2 separate regions of the Drosophila melanogaster genome follow, and region 1 is linked to region 2. A link is a contact called in public targeted proximity ligation data. All regions are on one chromosome and are shown on one strand. The core of a region is the stretch at or near the end of the contact, and the rest is flanking DNA. Distances in the headings are between cores, read along the strand shown. Region 1 holds the start of wnd (wallenda). Region 2 holds the start of Mkp3 (Mitogen-activated protein kinase phosphatase 3).

Region 1 (4,410 bases), core at 300-2,799, 550 kb after region 2:
CCTTCGCAGATTGTCGGTCTGATCGAGCGACAAGTTGGGGCTGCTGCCGTGGTGTCGCCTCCGTCCGTGTAGCTGTTGTTGTTGCCGGGAGGCGGCGGTGACCAGATCATCGCGACTTTTGCTCAGACTGTCGCTGAACGGTTGCATTGTCCAGGATTGGTGTGGTTTGGGTATGTGTATTGGTGGCTCTATGATCGATCCTTACGACATTCTGGTCAATAAAGCGGTTGCTATATGGAGATACCACGAACATTAGTATTTTTTGGCTGGGGATTTCCTTTTCAGACACACACACGCGCACATTCGTTCGCAACCTCTTATCAATGAATGACGAAAATCAATAAGAAGCAAACGACGTCAAACGGCAAAGGGCAAAAGGATATGCGAGCAGGAGCGGGAGCGAGACAGCAATAGCACCCACGCAAAAAAAGCTATTTAAACACACAAACACGGGAAGAAGAAGGGTCGATTATTGCACTTGCTGCCAATTCACTTTGCATTCCGCTTAAATGTGGTTTTCTTTCACTTTCAAACTGCAGGCTGAGCTATTTTTATGATGCCTTTAAAAGGCGAATTGCACAAAAGAATAGGCGCACACACAAGCTCACATACAGGTATTCTTTTTATTTGTACACAGAAAAAAAAAGTAGATATCAAAAAATGTATTTATATATTGTATCCCATTTTTGTAAGTTAGATGCTTTTCCAATTATTTTTGAGATATAGTACAGAATCTTTTTCTGTTAAAAAAAAAATATAATTCGCCAAATAATATTACTTTATGATTATTTTTTTTCTCATTTGAATAATATCTTTTGCTTTTCAAAAGATAAACATATATTAGAAGAAAAGGCACTTGATATCATTTTTTCCTGTGTACAACTCCACTTCTTGTTGTTCTTTTTTTTTTTAATTTAACTTGGCCAAAGCTAGAACATAACAAAAACAACAAACATAAATGTTCCCACACACACACCAGAGTACATTTCTCGCTATTGCTGTCTCGTTCACACCCACCCAGTAGGGCCCTCCCCTCTTGCTCGCACCAACGACGGAAGCCTTACAGCGCAGCTTTGTGCTGTTGCTGCTTCTTCTTCTTCCTCTGCTGCTGCCTTTTGCTCGCTCGTTCGCTCTTTTGGCCAAGAAAATCAATATAAAAATTCTTGTATTTGCACATTTTTCACACACTTTGCTCACTTTTCCAGCAATTTTCCACTGCGAATCGTAGTGATTGCATTGATTCGTACTTTATTCAGCCATTGGCGAAGAACTTTTATTTGATTTCAGCTTGAAATGGAACAATTAAAGACTGGTTTTCTGCTCTTCTTGGAGTTCCGCTGCGAAACGCGTTTATTCCGACCAACCGTCCGCACCAAAGGTAGATACAAATCGACTAAAAAGCAAAAACTGGCTGCTGGCTCTGCTTTGGCTTTGGCCGAAACCGAGTTCCAATCCGCTCTCTAGCGCTCTCTCTTGCGGATTTCCTCCACCAAAACCAGTTTGGAGCGCAGGTTGTGTTCACTGCGCAAGTGTGCGGGAGAACGCGACTGCGCGGGATGGCCAACCACAAACAGACATCAACTGCCAAGGCACTGGGTCGTTGTTGTTGCTGTCGCCTCTCCGATTATCCCCGTTTTTCTTTTGCTCACCACACTCTACTTGATAGTGCCAATGAAACTGGATCTGGCTTAAAAGTTTAATAAAGCTCTCGTCAGCGACGTGCACGATCGTGTTCAGTGCCTAAAAGCGCTCATGGCAGCTGCTTCTGAGCTTTTAGCAAAATAATGCTTAAAAAGATAATGAAGTCAAAAATAAATAAATTAAATAATTCAAATCAATGAAATTAGATGTACACATTTGTGTGTCGTTGAATATCTAAAACCTCGCTTTTACCACACTCTTTTTCATTTCTATTTTTATTTTCTCTTTCGAATATTAAGTACTAAATTTAAGAATACTATTAGCAACTTTTGGAAACTTTGATCTAAAATTTTGAAAGAACATCTGAAAGTAGAAAAATTTATTATTAGACAGTTTTTTATACTAAATGTGGGTATTAATTTTATTTAAAAGTCAGCTTCTTAATAAATGAAATAAATAACTAGATATGTATGTATGTATATCTATTTAAGGAAAGTCAAAAACTTAGTGATACTCTTAAAAAGAATGTATGTATGTATTTTGATTTTGTTTTATCAATATATGTTATAAAAGCATGAGCTAAGTTACTTAAAGTATGATCTTAATACTTTTTCGCTTTATACACAAACAAACATACATACATATAAAAATTAAACTTTAAATTGTTCTTAAATGCAATTCGCTTGCGTAAACAACCTATCAGCTTATCAGTCTGTACGTCATAAGCTGGGTATGTAGTTAAACTCGGCACGTCATCAAAGAATTGCTATACAAGAGCAGAGCTGTGAAAACGGTGTCTCCGGATTTGTGTCGAATCCCATACCCCTGCTCCTCCGCTTTCGCACAACAGGTAGAGCACGAAAATGAAAATAACATAGTGCAGCAGGTAGCATAATTTCTACATAAACAAAGATGACTCATACCCACAGAGGACTGATCTCTTTGGAGAACATGTTAGTGGGTGGGGGCTTTTCTACATCGTGGAAAATACTTAGCGAATTCAGCGATCAATTGTATATTTACATAGTTAGAATTTCCATAGCATATATTCAGCGATCAATTGTATATTTACATACTTAGAATTTCCATAGCATATAATATTCATAATAAATGTCTCTACTATGAATTGGAAAAGCATTATTCTATACACGAAATATTTCGAAATTAACAACTTATTATTATGTTACGTACATATGTATAAAAATATTACCTTTATCACCCATGATAACAGCATAACGCCATAAGTATATAAGATCTTTTTGTCGCGGTGTATCCTTACCAATCACACAATCCACTTTTCCCTTCTTAGAGCCACCTCCCCCCTTCCACGTTATCAACAAATACCTTTTCTTGTATGTTCTGACCAATAAATTGTTATGCTGCCTGCGTGCGGCTCAGGCGTTTTCTTTTGGTCCATTGCGCATGAGTCATAGGGTTTCACGCATTTGAGGGACACCGAGGGCCAGTATCTCCCAGGGTTCCAGTTCCATGTCCAGGGTGCAGGTTCCATGCCCGTCAATCAGTGCCACTTGCGAGGGGGAGGGGGTATATGATCTCAACACAAGAATTGCCTTTAACAAGTCTAAGTTAAGGGTAGTTGAGGATCATTGAGATAAGGATCTTGTTGGTATTGTTGTGAGAACAATAATAGTGTATCAATGGAAGATTGGAATATCTCTTTCTTTTGTGCTTCAAAATAATGAATCATTTTGTTTAATATCTATTTGTTAGGAAAGTTATTTTTTTCACTTTGCCTTTTTTAAAAAAGGAATCCAATATGGTCAATTGGTTATAACACACTTTCTTTTTAAAGCTGCCATCATGGAAAACCTTTTAAATATGTTCCTCAATGTACGCAGTTCTGATCTAGAAATTTAATAAAGAACTGAGTTTCTTGAAATAAAAAATGTAAATATTTATTACTTCCATTCGCAGACAAGCGAGCATTAAAATAATATTTCACAAAGGTTTTGTGGTTTTTTTTATTGCCCAACTTAAATACATGTCCTAGGAGCTATTCTTACAAATGTGATCTTGCACAGAAGCCAGATCTCTAATCGACATTTATCGGATTCAGCAATATCTATTACTTAACATCTTGTATAAACTAAGTTGTAAATGCTTAATTCATTAATTAAATGTAATTATATTAGACGACAGAAAATGCTACGTGCTGTTTATTAGAGTTGCCTTATCAGTGCTGTCAAAAATACCGGAGCGAGTGCTGTTCAATAAATGTTTCTTGGCACATTTGGTTTTGATTTAATTGTTGAAAAGCTAAATGATTATTAAGTACGAATCGAATTGTTTAGAAACTGCCACCATAGGATAGGAAAACCATATCGAAAAGGCTCTGTATTCCAGATATGCAATGCAAATGATTGTAATTAAGACCATTTCATTCATTGTCAGTTATGGAATAGCAAATGTTATCAAAATCCAGTAAAATGCGCAATGGAAAATGCCAGAAAGTATTATGAGGTTGACAATGAGTTGCGGTGAAATCAATTTGAGGTTTAATTTTAAAACTGCTGTTGATATTACCAGGAGGGGCTTTTCGAAGTCGGGAGTCGGGTTCAGTAGAGCTTTAGGTATACCGTAGATATTAGGGAAGCAACGAATACGCACTTCGCTGTTAGAAGTAATGGCGGAGTACATATCGAAAACGAATCTATAAATAGTAGTCACAAAATTGAGATTATTAAATCGGGCGTATATCGTATCCGTAGCACATAGTTGTAGTATACAACATTAGGTCTGTCTAACAAT
Region 2 (4,403 bases), core at 72-2,571:
ATTTCTATTACTGAAGCTTTAATATTTCAAATATGTACATATTCTATGAAATCAACATGGATAGTATTCATATTTATAAGATTAATTACGTGAGTTTAAATGTGGGAATTGAGAGGTATATATAAACCTTAGTTGGTTTTAGTAACTCCCGCACTTGTATTATGATATTGTAGTTCTATTTTTTGGGGCACCCAAAGTATTGAACTTATGACTCACCTTGTAAAGCAACTACGCGGCAGCCGTCCTGCTTGAGGCGACGGTGCAGGATGCTGATGATGGAGTCCATGGCGACGGCCAGGGATCCGGCTCCGGCGATCTCCTGATTCTGGCCGGGCACGCCTTCGCCGTTGTAGAGGATGAACCAGCATAGCTTGTAGCCCGACTGGATGCGTTGCTTCAGCTCGGGCGACTTGATCGTGGAGGCCAGATCGATTTTGCCAACCGCCAGACGACGGAGGACGATGCTGGGTATGCATAGGTTGACGGCTCCGCGGATGTGCGACTCACTGTACTCGTGCGAGCCGCGGCAGTCCAACAGGATCAGGTCCTTGGAGTCCAGGGATCGCAACTGGGACTGCAGCCACTCCTTGCTGCAGGTCTCGTGCTCCGTTTCTGGCATTTTGAAGAGCTCCCAAAAAATCACTCAAAGACTGGAAGAATTCGAAGCACTGCCACTATTTTTCCCGTTTAGCTCTGTTCTCTGCTTCACTCGTTTTTTATGTTATTCTTTTTTCTTTTGGTTACAACAAAGTTTACATCATCTTTCTTCTTCTGCTTCGCGCTGGTTCTCTTCTTCTTTCTTGGCCGTGCAATGGTATTTGTTGCTGTTACACACACACACACTCCCGCGCAGATGAAAATCTTGGAAATCAAAAAGGAATTTTTGTTTTTATCTCGTTTGGGGAAATCTGTAACTTGCACTGTTTTGTTTTTTTTGTTTCTTGGCTTTCCGATTTCCTCGCTTGCCGATTTATGTTTCTTTGCACACCGAAATTCGTTGCTTTTTGCTTTTTGTTGTATGTACACACGCACACAAGAGCGCGCCAAATCACAACCGTGTGTATGTTTCGCGTGTGTGTGAGTGGTTTTGTATTTTTTAGGTGTGCTTCGCTAAAACAACAACAACAGTTCGGAATCGAATGAAAAAACGTGCGGTGAACCTGTCATCGAGTAACTAAAACATCCAAAAACCGTTGAATATTTCCCAAACAAATAGGTAATTACTTCTATCAAATATCCATATTTTGAGTTGATGTTTTTTTCGAATGGAAAGCGAGCACACACAAGCAGCGCGGGTAAAAGATAATCGGGCAATAACAAAATAAGCGCGTCGTGGGTTGCTTAAATAGCCTCGTTGCTCTCCAAAAATACGAACACAGTTGCACTTGCTCTCCGACTCTCCAATTCTCTCCGTCGGAATTCGAAGAGCGAAACCCAATAACAATATTGTATTTGTTAGGCGCAGTATTAAGAAATAACTTATAAAATATTGAATCTTTTTGCCTTCTCGTTTAAAAAAATACATTTGGGAATTACTATTTCGAAACAAACAGTCCGTTACACGCAATGAAAGGAAGAACGCACCCGCGCACACAGGTACGCGAACCGGAGAGAAGAGCAACTCTCCAAAAGGTGAGCAAGAGCCAGTGCACAGGCACAGACCCACTTGGAAATTTGCTCGGTTAAAAAAGGAGAAAAAATGGGGAAAAAAGTAAATACAAAGAGAGTTCCTGAATAAAATTTAGATAAAGTAAAGACTTTGTTTTAATTCTATAAATTACATAAAATTTTTTAAATATATTAAATAATCATATTTTCCCGTATGTTAAATAATTATTTCATAACTGGGTTCGTATTTCAAATTTCCCACCTGCCTTTCTCTCCCGCACTCTTTTGGCACTTTGACTATTTCTCCACGCTGCATACGCTCCCAAAGTTTTGTGTAAAGTTCATTGATATTTTTGTGCTGTGGTATGCGTGTGGCAAGTAAAATGCGTGTGTTCGTGTTGATTCATTGAATTCGCCATCCAAACTAGCTCTCTCTCACTCTCCCACTACTCCCACCACCACCCACCTTACCCTTCGCGATGGAACCTACTTTATTGTTACTCTCTTTTTGCGAGAGCGCGGTTAACATTTCACTTCACTAGAGTGCAAAAGTTAATGGACCACTAATTTAGACAGATAAGAAATTACGGAGCCCAGAAGAATCGGAATCATCAATGGAGTCGCTGTCTACTCTCTAACGAAAGCTCCTGCGCAAATGCTCCTCCAAGAGCCAGTTATATTGGAGACTCGATGAAATGTTTAATTTTATAACCATGACCCTGATATTTACACCCAAAAAGAAGAGACTCACACAAGGATATACGTGTGTACCCATACAGAAATCGCATGGAAGGACAATTTCAAGGATATGCGGCGCGTGCAAAAATTTCTCCACAAACAACAAACTTCCTGCTGCGCCTGCGTTGCACTAGCTTTACATAAAACGCACACCCATACACACCATATACCGTTAGGTAAGGCCCATCACAACGTGCTACTATATACAGATGTACGAACGAACGACTTTCGAGCACAATTTTCATGAATGAAAGTCCCACGCAGCAGCGAAAACCGTTGGAGCAATAAAGAAAGCCAAGCAGACAGAGAGGGAGACAGTCGGCGAGGGAAAGAAACGGCCATACGAAATCCATGCTCAGCCCACGCATTTCTCGCTGCTCACTTTCGTCTTGGCACGCGGCTCCTGAGATTCCAAGGGCGTTATTCCCCAGGACTTTACTCTGCTTTCGGCCCTGGCGCGTGGGAGGCCAGCCGGAATGTTGCAAGGGAGTGCACAGGGAAAAATTGAGCGGCTCTTTAATAAATTACATTTTCTTTCAGCAGTCTCAATACAAAGAAAACATGCGTACTTCAAAAGGATTTCTTTAATAATAAAAACACACACAAAAAATATATATATATATTTATATATAATACTAAGAAATATTTGTTATAATATGAAATCATTTAAGCATTTATTTATTTACGCTTCAGTAAACACAAAAGTGTAAACACACATATTACCATTAATTTTTGTATTCATCGAAAGTTGTACATAATTACTGTCAGTGTATCACTCAAGTATGAAGAAATTAGAAGTAAGCACCTGGATAGCTGTTTCAAAAGGCTGCTCAATTGCGCCTTCCAAGTGTCTTTGGTGGGCTGACCTTGGCGATACATATATGTATTTCTGACAGTGTAGAAGCCAAGGTCGGTCGTCCTCCGGGCTCCATTCTTCGATGACACAAGTTCAAAGTCTGCTCGCAGCCAAAATGGAATACCCAACCCACTTGTATAGCTCAATGAATCACTTTGGGGCATTATCTGTGTTTTAGCAGGAAACTGATGTCGAAAGTGAAGAATTCAATTAAATTTCTGCACCTCACGATTGTCAATCTAAATTGCGCAAGCTACGGCCTTTACCTTGATTATCAGACCCCACGTATAATCAATATGAAGATGATGACGCTTTCCCGAGTGTTTTTATATGGTGCGTGTATAGATCAGTCATAGCCATATCGGCTTGAATGAGTGAAAAGTTCTGAGAAATGGGGGAAATATGGATCATCGTGATTCGCAATGTGCGATACTACTTATATGAGCTTTGCAGGGTTTTATTCATTATCTGGTGTTATTTTTCCACTCATTGTTATCAAGAAAGACCATTAACTGCGTATACTTTCTAACAGATATTTCCCAGCAAGTTATTAGTTATCGCTGTGCTGAAACCTTTTCATAGTTACAAAACTCATATGAGTATAGGATAATTATTGCTACGAGATGAATATTGCCTTCTAATAATTTGGACGTTTATTAACTAGCTGAAGCAATATAATTATTTCTTAAATGCAGTTAGTTAGCTCAACGGCATTCTCCCACACTAGTTTTGCATTCTGCTTTACTGACCTAAAACAACTGGAATGGGATTAAGAATTGGCGCGTCCGCTTATCTGCCATTCATGTTTCCGTTTCGCCCGTTCTGAAATGTGTGTACTCACACTCGCATTCACACTCGCAATTGGGTTCTCGAATCCAGCCCACATCCATATATCCATGTCCAGCCCCCAGAGTTCCGTTCCGCGAGATCTCTGTGAATCACTCGCCCATATGAACAGCGGATGTCGGTGGGCGCCACGGGTCTCTAGAATCAACAATGGTCGATCAACAATCGTCGATCAATGTGCGTTTGACGTTTGACCAGAGCGAAGAGGCTGAAGTATCTCACAGATTCTCAATATCTCAATATATACATATGTTCCCAATCTCCATGATTCTGGGCACTCCGATGACGTCGTTCCAGACAAGTGTTGGTTCAAATTGGTAGCCAAAAACGGTGATAAAAAATTAAATTATCATTT

Evidence for each region.
Region 1: a targeted proximity ligation map of the Kc167 cell line shows a contact between it and region 2, with 4 times the contacts expected there. A contact is called at or near these places in 6 of 107 Hi-C or Micro-C datasets (the Clone 8 cell line, the Kc167 cell line, the S2 cell line and 2 more) and 1 of 7 datasets of targeted methods (the Kc167 cell line).

What each region holds. Positions count from the first base shown.
Region 1 is chr3L:19,634,234-19,638,643 of dm6, forward strand. wnd (wallenda) reads right to left here and starts at 1,550. Exons shown (of 8, transcript NM_176363.3): 1 at 1,198-1,550; 2 at 1-230. The coding sequence starts at 147. Rnf146 (Ring finger protein 146) reads right to left here. Exons shown (of 4, transcript NM_001144507.3): 4 at 2,974-4,410.
Region 2 is chr3L:19,085,105-19,089,507 of dm6, forward strand. Mkp3 (Mitogen-activated protein kinase phosphatase 3) reads right to left here and starts at 1,322. Exons shown (of 5, transcript NM_001275103.1): 1 at 217-1,322. The coding sequence starts at 619.